2 separate regions of the Arachis hypogaea genome follow, and region 1 is linked to region 2. Evidence: chromatin contacts called from public Hi-C data. All regions are on one chromosome and are shown on one strand. The core of a region is the stretch at or near the end of the contact, and the rest is flanking DNA. Distances in the headings are between cores, read along the strand shown.

What was found. A called contact is a pair of places that touch in the nucleus more often than the background predicts.
Region 1: a Hi-C map of leaf shows a contact between it and region 2, with 2.2 times the contacts expected there. The contact joins the promoter of LOC112763204 here to the promoter of LOC112766863 in region 2. A contact is called at or near these places in 2 of 8 Hi-C or Micro-C datasets (both in leaf).

The regions. Positions count from the first base shown.
Region 1 is chr17:42,015,070-42,019,931 of arahy.Tifrunner.gnm2.J5K5, forward strand. LOC112763204 (rho GTPase-activating protein REN1-like) reads right to left here and starts at 2,020. Exons shown (of 20, transcript XM_072221829.1): 1 at 2,003-2,020; 2 at 1,877-1,947; 3 at 1,687-1,765; 4 at 266-410; 5 at 6-125. The coding sequence starts at 2,020. It overlaps LOC140180586 (rho GTPase-activating protein 7-like), which reads right to left. Exons shown (of 6, transcript XM_072221830.1): 5 at 4,399-4,475; 6 at 4,177-4,197. The coding sequence ends at 4,177.
Region 2 is chr17:41,838,533-41,843,202 of arahy.Tifrunner.gnm2.J5K5, forward strand. It overlaps LOC112766863 (aspartyl protease AED3), which reads left to right and starts at 2,186. Exons shown (of 2, transcript XM_025812765.3): 1 at 2,186-3,337. The coding sequence starts at 2,186.

The sequences.
Region 1 (4,862 bases), core at 770-3,269, 180 kb after region 2:
CTTACCATGCTCCTCTATGTATCTCATGGCTTTCTCCAAAAATGATGGAGTTCCATCAGGATCTTCCAAAGCAAGTAAAACTGGACGACCCATGACTGAATATTTCTTTAGTTCTTTATCCTTCACTATTGCAAAAAGCAAAAACATCATTTGAAAGAAACAATTATGTGTATGTAGAAATAACATAAGCATACAAATCATATACTCAAATACATTAATAGTTTAACTGTAAACGAAAATAATACAAATTGAAAAAAGATAATACATTGGTCTGAAGAACTATCAAGTGAATCAAACTGATCATTCTTTAAAACACCATTTTGCCCTATCATGTCAGTTGGATTTGGTGCTTGTGCCAAAGCATTCTCAAGTGCAGTTTTCCACTCATAGAGATCTTCATTTGTTTCAGCCTACAGAATTTACAAAACAAATGTGATATATATAGAGAGAGAGTAAATATCTAGCTATTTTTAACCATTAAAAAATTAAATGTTGACAAAATTAATTATAAAAAATTTTAAAATAATTTTATATTCATAAAAGATGAATTTTGTATAACAAAATTATCAAATTGTTAAATTTAAAGCTTGACTCCGATAAATTTTTTAAAATGACCAAATTATCCTTTTATCATCCTTTTTTTTGACATAATCTTCCCTTATTCCAACTCATAAACTACTTCAAATTTTCCTAAATAAAAAATCCTACCAAAATCAGAACCAGAATTAACCCATAGAAGGTGGAATCACAGCCCATAAAAAATCTCACAAACATTGTTGCCAAAGATGTATAGAACTTGTCCCACACCTCATTCTTCAAATCAATGGCATCTTTAGTGTCCGCGAGAGAGGGAGAGAGAGCGAGCGAGAGATATAGCTTGTTCGACGGCGCGGTGGCCATGGTCCCCTCCGCCGTTGCCCTCTCATCTTCCCCTTTTTTCTCCTCTTTTTTTTTACTTATTTTTCCTTGTCCTTGCTTTCCTCTCTGTCTCTTCTTCGCTCTCTATCTCTCATCCCGTCGCCACTTTCTCTCTCTTTTTCTTTCTTACTTCCTCCACCTTCTTTGTTTTTATTTTTCTTAATCTTCTTCTTTCTGTGTTCAGCAGTGGATGTCAAAGCAAACATATGTGATTTCTTGTGATATTCTCTTTCTTGTTTTCTTTTATTAGAGTAATATTGTTGCACTCATTTGCGTGACTTTTTTCTGTACTCTTATTTTATAAAAAAAAAATGTACATCTTTTATGTTAAAATTTTTGTTTCTTTTGTTCTATGTTTCTTGTTCATACTTCTTATTTTTTGGAAGATGAAAAATTCCTCTTTTCTAAGAAGTTATTTATTGGGTTTTGAAGCAGCAGTAACCAAAGAGTTATGGAAGGAAAGAACTTGACAAGGATTCTTTTTTAAAACTATTTTATCATTATCAAAATTAAGAGGTTGAGGAAGATAGTGAAAAATAATTTAGAAATTTAATGTGTATTTTTAAACGAAATTAATTTTTTATGAATATAAAATTAGTTTAGTTTTTTTGTGGTTAATTTTATCAACACTTACATTTTTTATGATTAGAAATAATTATATACTAAAATCTTTAGTAAAAAAATTAATCATTACATGAAATTTAAAAATAAATTATTCTTGGAATACATTTTAACAATAATTTATAGTCTTCTAAAAAAAAGAAGTACCTTAAGTGTAACTGACCGTCCATCATGAACATCAGAAAATTGTACAGTCAAAAGTTTTTTATCTGGCTTGACAATAACACTGCAATATATGACAAATTATATTTTTAAAGCTTTAGAAACTTCATAAAAATAAGTGAGTTTCTGAAGAAAAATAGAATGGACAATAGTTGTTTAAAGCAAGCAAGCCAACCTGCCTGAATTGTTGAGGTCAATGCCACCAAGGGTCAAATTTACTTCATTTCCCTTTTGAGAAGCAACATTCTGTGTAAGATATAATATGATAGAAATATAATTAGAAATGTACATCTTTTCAAACCTCATAAAAAAGCGCCATGTTATTCAATTGCATGCATTTGTCTTGATGAAGTTTCTTTTATTCTGATATATAACAATGATGAAAGGCATGCAAAGTCCATTAACAAACCATATTTTTGTTCATAACAAATTTACAACTTAAATAAATAAAAGAAAGAAATGATTCATCAACCTACCAAAACAATGTAATGCTAAAAGTTTCAATTTCACCATAAGAAAAATAAAAGCTTTAATATCATGACATGAAGTATGATTTCCAAAAGTCTAAGATACTTGATAGAGGCATATAGTTCCCCAAATATCAATGGTAAGTGTCTCATGTTACCCAAAAACTTAAAGTGTCTCTTTTCTCTTGAGATCTATTTTGTCTCGCGAAAATATTATTTTGCTATCAAATGGTCTCCACTTTAGGTACTATAGGATAATAATTATTAATATTTGAGGGACCATGCATTTTGTCAGTAAATTAATTTTCTACAAGTTAAAATAGTTCTTCTATGTTTCATAATATCTTACATTTTTAAGTTTTCAAAATATTTTATATCTATGTAGCACTAGTTTCCTTTCTTTTTTTTTCTCTTTCATATTTACCCCTACTAATGATGTAATTTTAAGAAAGGGATTAAGTGTAGTATGAAATGCATTGATTTAAAATTTTCCAATATAATTGAAAATAATCTATCTATTCACATAAATTTTTACTATTTCCAAGATGTTTTTTTTCTCTATGTGTTTTTTGTTTTGTGACAGTAATTATGTATGAGAGGATATTGCCGGTTATATTATTCTAAAGTAAAGAAGTTGGTAAACGAAGTTGAAAAGGTTCTAAACTTGTACAAAGTCATCAATTACAACAAATGTTATTGTTCCAAGTTGGTAAAAGAAGTTGAAAAGAGACAAGGCAATGAAAGAATCTCGCGTATGAGAAAAAAGGTAGTGTACATGAAGGTCTACTAGTTAGCCAACACCTTGTATACATAAGAAAATGCTACTTTGATGAGCTTGGGACAATCCAAAACACCATTGTGAGTCTAGAAAACTCACTTTTAGATATCTTGCTTAGACCTACATGCCGTATATAAGGTCCAAGCCAAACCTCGATGGATGTGCAAAAAGTGTCAAGAAAGAGAAAGTACGTAGATAAGTATGAATGTCGTGCATGATATTTATGATGATAATATCATGATGAAGGAACTAATATGGATAATGATGGTCAGGTGCCAAGTTAAGATGATAAATAAGATATTGATATTTGATACTGAGATTTGTTAAGGCTTTATGATGATGTGAATATGATTATAATAATGAGGAATTATGATGTTTCTATTGACCATATGTGATTTTTCCTTTTTAAGCATAAGGTTAGTCGAGGGTACATCCCAAATAGTTTTGTTTAAGAGGTGATATGACGATCTCCCTTTAAGATAGACTTCAAGAAGTTCCGGTTGTTCCTCTTATGAAATGCACATGAAAAAAACTATATCTGGTGATAGCTACTAGATGTTGTGAGATATGACAATACAATCGACACATAAATTCATGACTGGTTTGATAGACATTTATCATATGTATTTGTGTGTATTTGATTGTAATTATTATAAATGTAACTTTATGCTAATTGATTTATATGCTCTTTGTTTGTGTTAAACTTGTATGAAATGTTAGCATTCGTTTATTGGACGGAGGTAACGAAGGTTCAGGTAGCGTCGAATCTTAGAATTGACCCTAAGCTACAATCCTATGTTGGCAAATGGAGACTAGAATGTTTAGTTGAATGGTATAGGTGAACTCCTGGGCATTTGTGACTCAAGATGCAAAAACTTGGATGCCTATGATTTCAAATATCAATATATAGCTTTTATCATTTTTCTTTACCCTACTGGTAAGCTTTAGACTTTCACTCCTGGTTAGCATTTGTTTTTATAGATGTGGATTGCATTATGTGTGTATGAACAAATATATTTGAATACTTTATTTTATTTGGATACTCTAACATAAGATCACCCACTTTGTCACATTACTATAACTATAAGATGTTAAGACCTTTAGCTTTCTTCCGTTCATGTAATTTCAAAGCTTGTCATATCATATACATTTTCCCTACATAATTAGGAGATTAAATTTTAGTTGCTTCTTGGAATCAAAGGATTCGACCATATTATTGTATTCATGTAATTAGTACTTCTGAGAGCTAAACTATTTCAAGCAATTTAACCATTATGGATATTGTTATTTCGAGTTCTAAGTTCTATTTTTGAGTTTATGAATTAAGAGATAAATGAGATTTTAAAACTAATATTTTATCTTTACTCTCAAAGTAAGAGCTCATTACAACGTAGTAAATAAATAAAAAAGATTATTACATTCAATTTCAGAAATTAAAAAAAAAGAACTTACTGGATCACTTCTAAAGAAAACAAGTGAAGTTTGTGTTAAAACAAACCACCTTTTCTTCCAGGATGTCCATCCAATACCTACACATAAAGAAATTATATACAATGTAATTTTATAATGACTTAAAAAATCTAGTCATTCTAGTATCATTAAGCATCATTATCTATAGTCAAAGACAAAATGCAATTGAATTGTAAAAAGATCAAAAGAATAAGAAGAATGAACAAAGAAAAAGCATACATGATTAGCAGTGCATTTCTATAACCGAAATTTCTATTCATCTAAGATTAGTTGGGATCATAATATTCTTTTATATATAAGGAGTATTAATTTCTTGCTTTTATTTTAGGGGTAAAATAACATGTCTCTTTGTTTAAAACTTCAACCAAAATCACTCTTTAGTATTAAAGAAAGCATTGTATATGGGCAACTTGGATGACCTTGAAAAATATTAAGTATAAATATTA
Region 2 (4,670 bases), core at 936-3,435:
AGGTCCCACATCGGTTGGGGAGGGGAACGAAGCATGCCTTATAAGGGTGTGGATATCTCTCCCTAGCATGACGCATTTTGACGAGTGAGTGTGAGGGGCTTCGGCTATCATCCCTATCGTCAAAGGAAAAATCGTGAGGCCTTGTGTGCCAAAGTGGACAATATCGTGCTAGTGGGTGGTCTGGGCTGTTACAGATGGTATCAAAGGCGGAGCCCGGATTGATGTGCCAGCGAGGGCGCTGGGCTCCCTTAGGGGGTGGATTGTAAGGTCCCACATCGATTGGGGAGGAGAACGAAGCATGCCTTAGCTTATAAGGGTGTGGATACCTCTCCCTAGCATGACGCGTTTTGACAAGTGAGTGTGGGGGGCTTCGGCTATCATCCCTATCGTCAAAGGCAAAACCGTGAGACCTTGTGTGCCAAAGCGGACAATATCGTGCTAGCGGGTGGTTTGGGCTGTTACAGCAGCAACCTCGACACCTTGTTGTAAGACTCCTCTCAGTCATCGTATATCCGTGCAATTGCCTTTTGTTTTGCCATTCAGACCTTCCTGTACGAGGGTTTGAAGTGATAGCTCTGCCTAACTGCACCTTGTAGCACTCAGATGCTGACGGACAAGTTTGATTGTATCAACGAAAAGATGACACAACAGATGAGACTGTGGTAGTCCTGCGACATTGTGGGTGCTAAACACGTGTGCACTCTTCCCTTACACACCTCCCTAGCAAAATAGAACAATAATGGTAAACATGTTCAACAAGCATAACAACGACAACTGAGAACATTGAATACAATGAATCCTTAACGTACCAGTATCCGAGATTTTTTCAAAGAGTCACACGGAGACTCCAAGGAAAACTTGCTGCATGTTGTCGGCAACTCACATGGTACTTCAACCGATCAGACTCCACCACTCGATATTTAGCACTTTTGTGAATGCTGTAATTCACACCCTATATTACTACGTTTCTGTTTTTGAATCTGTGGCCAACCTTAAAGTCCACCCCACCTTCCAAGTTGTAATCTTTCTCATCCATGTTGCCTAATGGGTTCTTCTCGTGCATCACGTCCAGATCTAACGTACCATAGTGACTGGGTACAAATGACAAGTTCGGAATTGGACATGGGGGAGGTAGAAGATACCTACGTGATGTCTCAACTAGGGTCTCTGGTACAAACTCTTCCTCATCATCATCCTCGGAGGAGCCGCTCTCGTTGCTATCCGCAACATACTCCTCATCGGACTCCTCACCGTCGACCTCTATGTCTTCCACTAGACTGACAACATGAATCGGTGGTGGTGCGAGAGGTGGGTCATCTTGGATGAAGTCTGACAACTCAGATCCACTACCACCGACGTCGCCAACCTCCGCAGAAAGCTCCATCACTTGCTCCGCCATGATTCTCCTATGGATGTCAAACATCAGGCGCACATGCTCGTCACCATGGAGCCAAAACAGACAGAACCGAAATATTCCGTTTCTCATCAGTGCTAGCAACCTATACTCTACCCTTTCAATCTCTTTTCTCCCATTCCCACCGGGCTACCTAATATCAGACTCTTCAATTCTGCCAATGAGCTTACTAGCAGGGTATGCAACAGAATGGGATTCTGATACTCAAATATTACTCCATTATCACTATTTCTCATACGGCAATTTGGATACACACTTACAACTAAGAAATTACTACTACTAGACATTTGGGCTTATTTTCAGAAGGAATAAATAGCAAAGAAGTAGTGAAATATTTGTGGAGAATACAAATGGTTGTACATCTTTTTATAACCGCTGAAAAGTTCTCTTAACGTATCTCGTTTACATTTTACACATTATAATTACCCACTTATCTCGTTTACACTATAAACAAAATTTACGTTGCATTGATTCTGCTTTATCTCGTTTACCATGTAAACGAGCTACATGTTTACTTATTTCGTTTACACTGTAAACGAGATAAGTGATGTGATGTTTTTCGGTGAAAATGTCCGTAAATGCTTATTTACGTAATTAATATATTTATTTTATTTATTTAAAAAAATTCCAAAATTATATGATCCAATTATTGTTTACATTAAAAGAATATTAGATTTTAATCAATAATAATTATTTTTTAAAAAACTAAAGGTGCTAGTTCTTAATTTTTTTCTTAAAAAGGAATCCAATAATTCAAGGATAGATACGTAAATGATCAACCACATTCCTGCCATTTGCATGTATTTAAGAACTCAACCCGCCATGCATGCACACCACCACATTCCAAGCTTCACCACTTCAACCATGGGAACTAAGTGCAAAACTATCTTATTTGAAAAAGTCCTCTTCGCAATAATAATTTACTTCATATTCTCCACAACAAACACAACCAAAGCCCTTGACACATCATGTGCTTCTCAACCCGACCTCACCATCATTCCCATCTACGGCAAATGCTCCCCATTCAAACCCACACCAGGCCCATGGCCCGACACAATCATCAACATGGCCTCCAAAGACCCAGCCCGCCTCAACTACCTCGCCTCCCTCGTGGCCCGAAAAAAGCCCATATCGTCAGCACCCATAGCTTCGGGCCAGGCCTTCAACATTGGTGGCTACGTGGTCCGGGCCCGTCTCGGCACACCTGGCCAACTCATGTTCATGGTTTTCGACACCAGCACTGACGAGGCCTGGGTCCCATGCACCGGCTGCACCAGTTGCCCGTCCACCTCCTCTCCTTTCTCCCCCACTGCCTCCGCCACCTACGGCGGCTCCATCACCTGCTCCGCCACAAAATGCTATCAGGCTCGTGGCGCACAAACATGCCCCAGAGACCCCGGCGCCACCTCCGCCTGCACCTTCAATCAGTCGTACGGCGGAGCGATGGTCTCCGCTACGCTCGTCCAGGACTCAATCTCTTTGGCAAGGGAAACAATCTCGAATTACGCTTTCGGATGCGTTAATTCTGTTTCTGGCGGGTCGATTCCAGCCCAAGGGCTTTTGGGATTGGGTCGTGGGCCCTTGTCTTTTATTTCACAGTCCCTGTCGCTCTATAAGGGCGTGTTCTCATACTGTCTTCCGAGTTTCCGATCCTACTATTTTTCCGGGTCGTTGAAACTCGGGCGTTCGGGTCAGCCCAGGAGGATCCAAACGACGCCGCTTTTGCGTAACCCACGCCGGCCCTCGCTTTACTACGTAAATCTCACCGGAGTGAGCGTGGGCCGGGTAAGGGTCCCTGTGCCACGGGAGTTTCTGGTGTTTAACCAGTACACGGGTTCGGGTACAATAATTGATTCGGGTACGGTTATAACCCGGTTCGTGCAGCCGGTTTACAATGCTATCAGGGACGAGTTTAGAAGACAGGTGAAGTAACTATCGTCCTCACACTATGAATTATTGGATATGAATCCTGGTAGAGAGCCAATAAAAATAGTTAAAATAATAAATGTTTTATACTTTAAGTTAGGAATTTTAGATTTAAAATCTTAAAAATGATAAAATCTATTTTTATGAATTTTAGATAATAAAAAATATTTTAAAAAAATATATACTAAACTTTTCTTATATTTTTATTATATAAAGTAAATGACAAATAGTCAATATCTTCAACTGCTTGTTCTCCAATTTCTCTCACATGATTTTACTTTTATTTTCTGCCTTCATTCTCCCAAAAAATATATGCCTTTGGCCTTAAAATTAAAACGTCTTAGAAAAATAAATGTCTAATATTGTTTTTAAGTGATTAAATGTGCGTTACAATTACCATTGAGTTAGGATCAAATTATATATTGATTTGACATTTGAATAATAATAATAATAATAATAATCCATATTAAAATGACACCACGAAAAAAATCCATATTGAAAAATCCTTTTTACTAAATTCCACGAAAATCTGACATTAATAAACATGTATTTGAATAAATTTATTTTTGTATATTTAAAATTTTAAATTAATATATTATATTGATTTTCATTTATCTCAAAAGTACGTCAAAACATTTTATTGATATAAAATTATAAAAATAATCTATAAGATATAGTATAAAATTGTAATCCACTAATAGATTTTGTAAAATAATTATGCGTACAAAAAATGTATTTAATGATGAGATAATTTTAACTTAAAGTTACATCTTATTTGATCCTAATATAAGATATAATATAAAATTGTAATCCACTAATAGATTTTGTAAAATAATTATGCGGACAAAAAATGTATTTAATGATGAGATAATTTTAACTTAAAAGTTACATCTTATTTGATCCTAATTTTATTATTACTTTTTTCAAGTTTTATAGTTTAACCAATATAAAATAGTTGTAGTCTAATCACGTAACTAATTACTTTTAGGCAATTACTAAAAAATCACTATAAAGATAAATGACTTTTTTTTTTGAAGCAATATTATTACATTATAAGTTTTATTGTGTATATATTTAACATATGAAATAAATTCCAATGAACATTTTAATTAATTCTGAATTACTGAATCTGTGTGAAATAAACATAAACTAATTAACTTTTCACGTTATTTCTATATATAGAAATATAGAACTTAAAAAATACTAAAATATCTTTACTATTTGCGAAATATATTGTAGTGTTTTTTTTGTGTGACTGAGAATATATTGTAGTGTAATAAGTGTTTTAAAATTTTATTTTATTTTAATTTTTTTAACTGCGGCTAGTTTA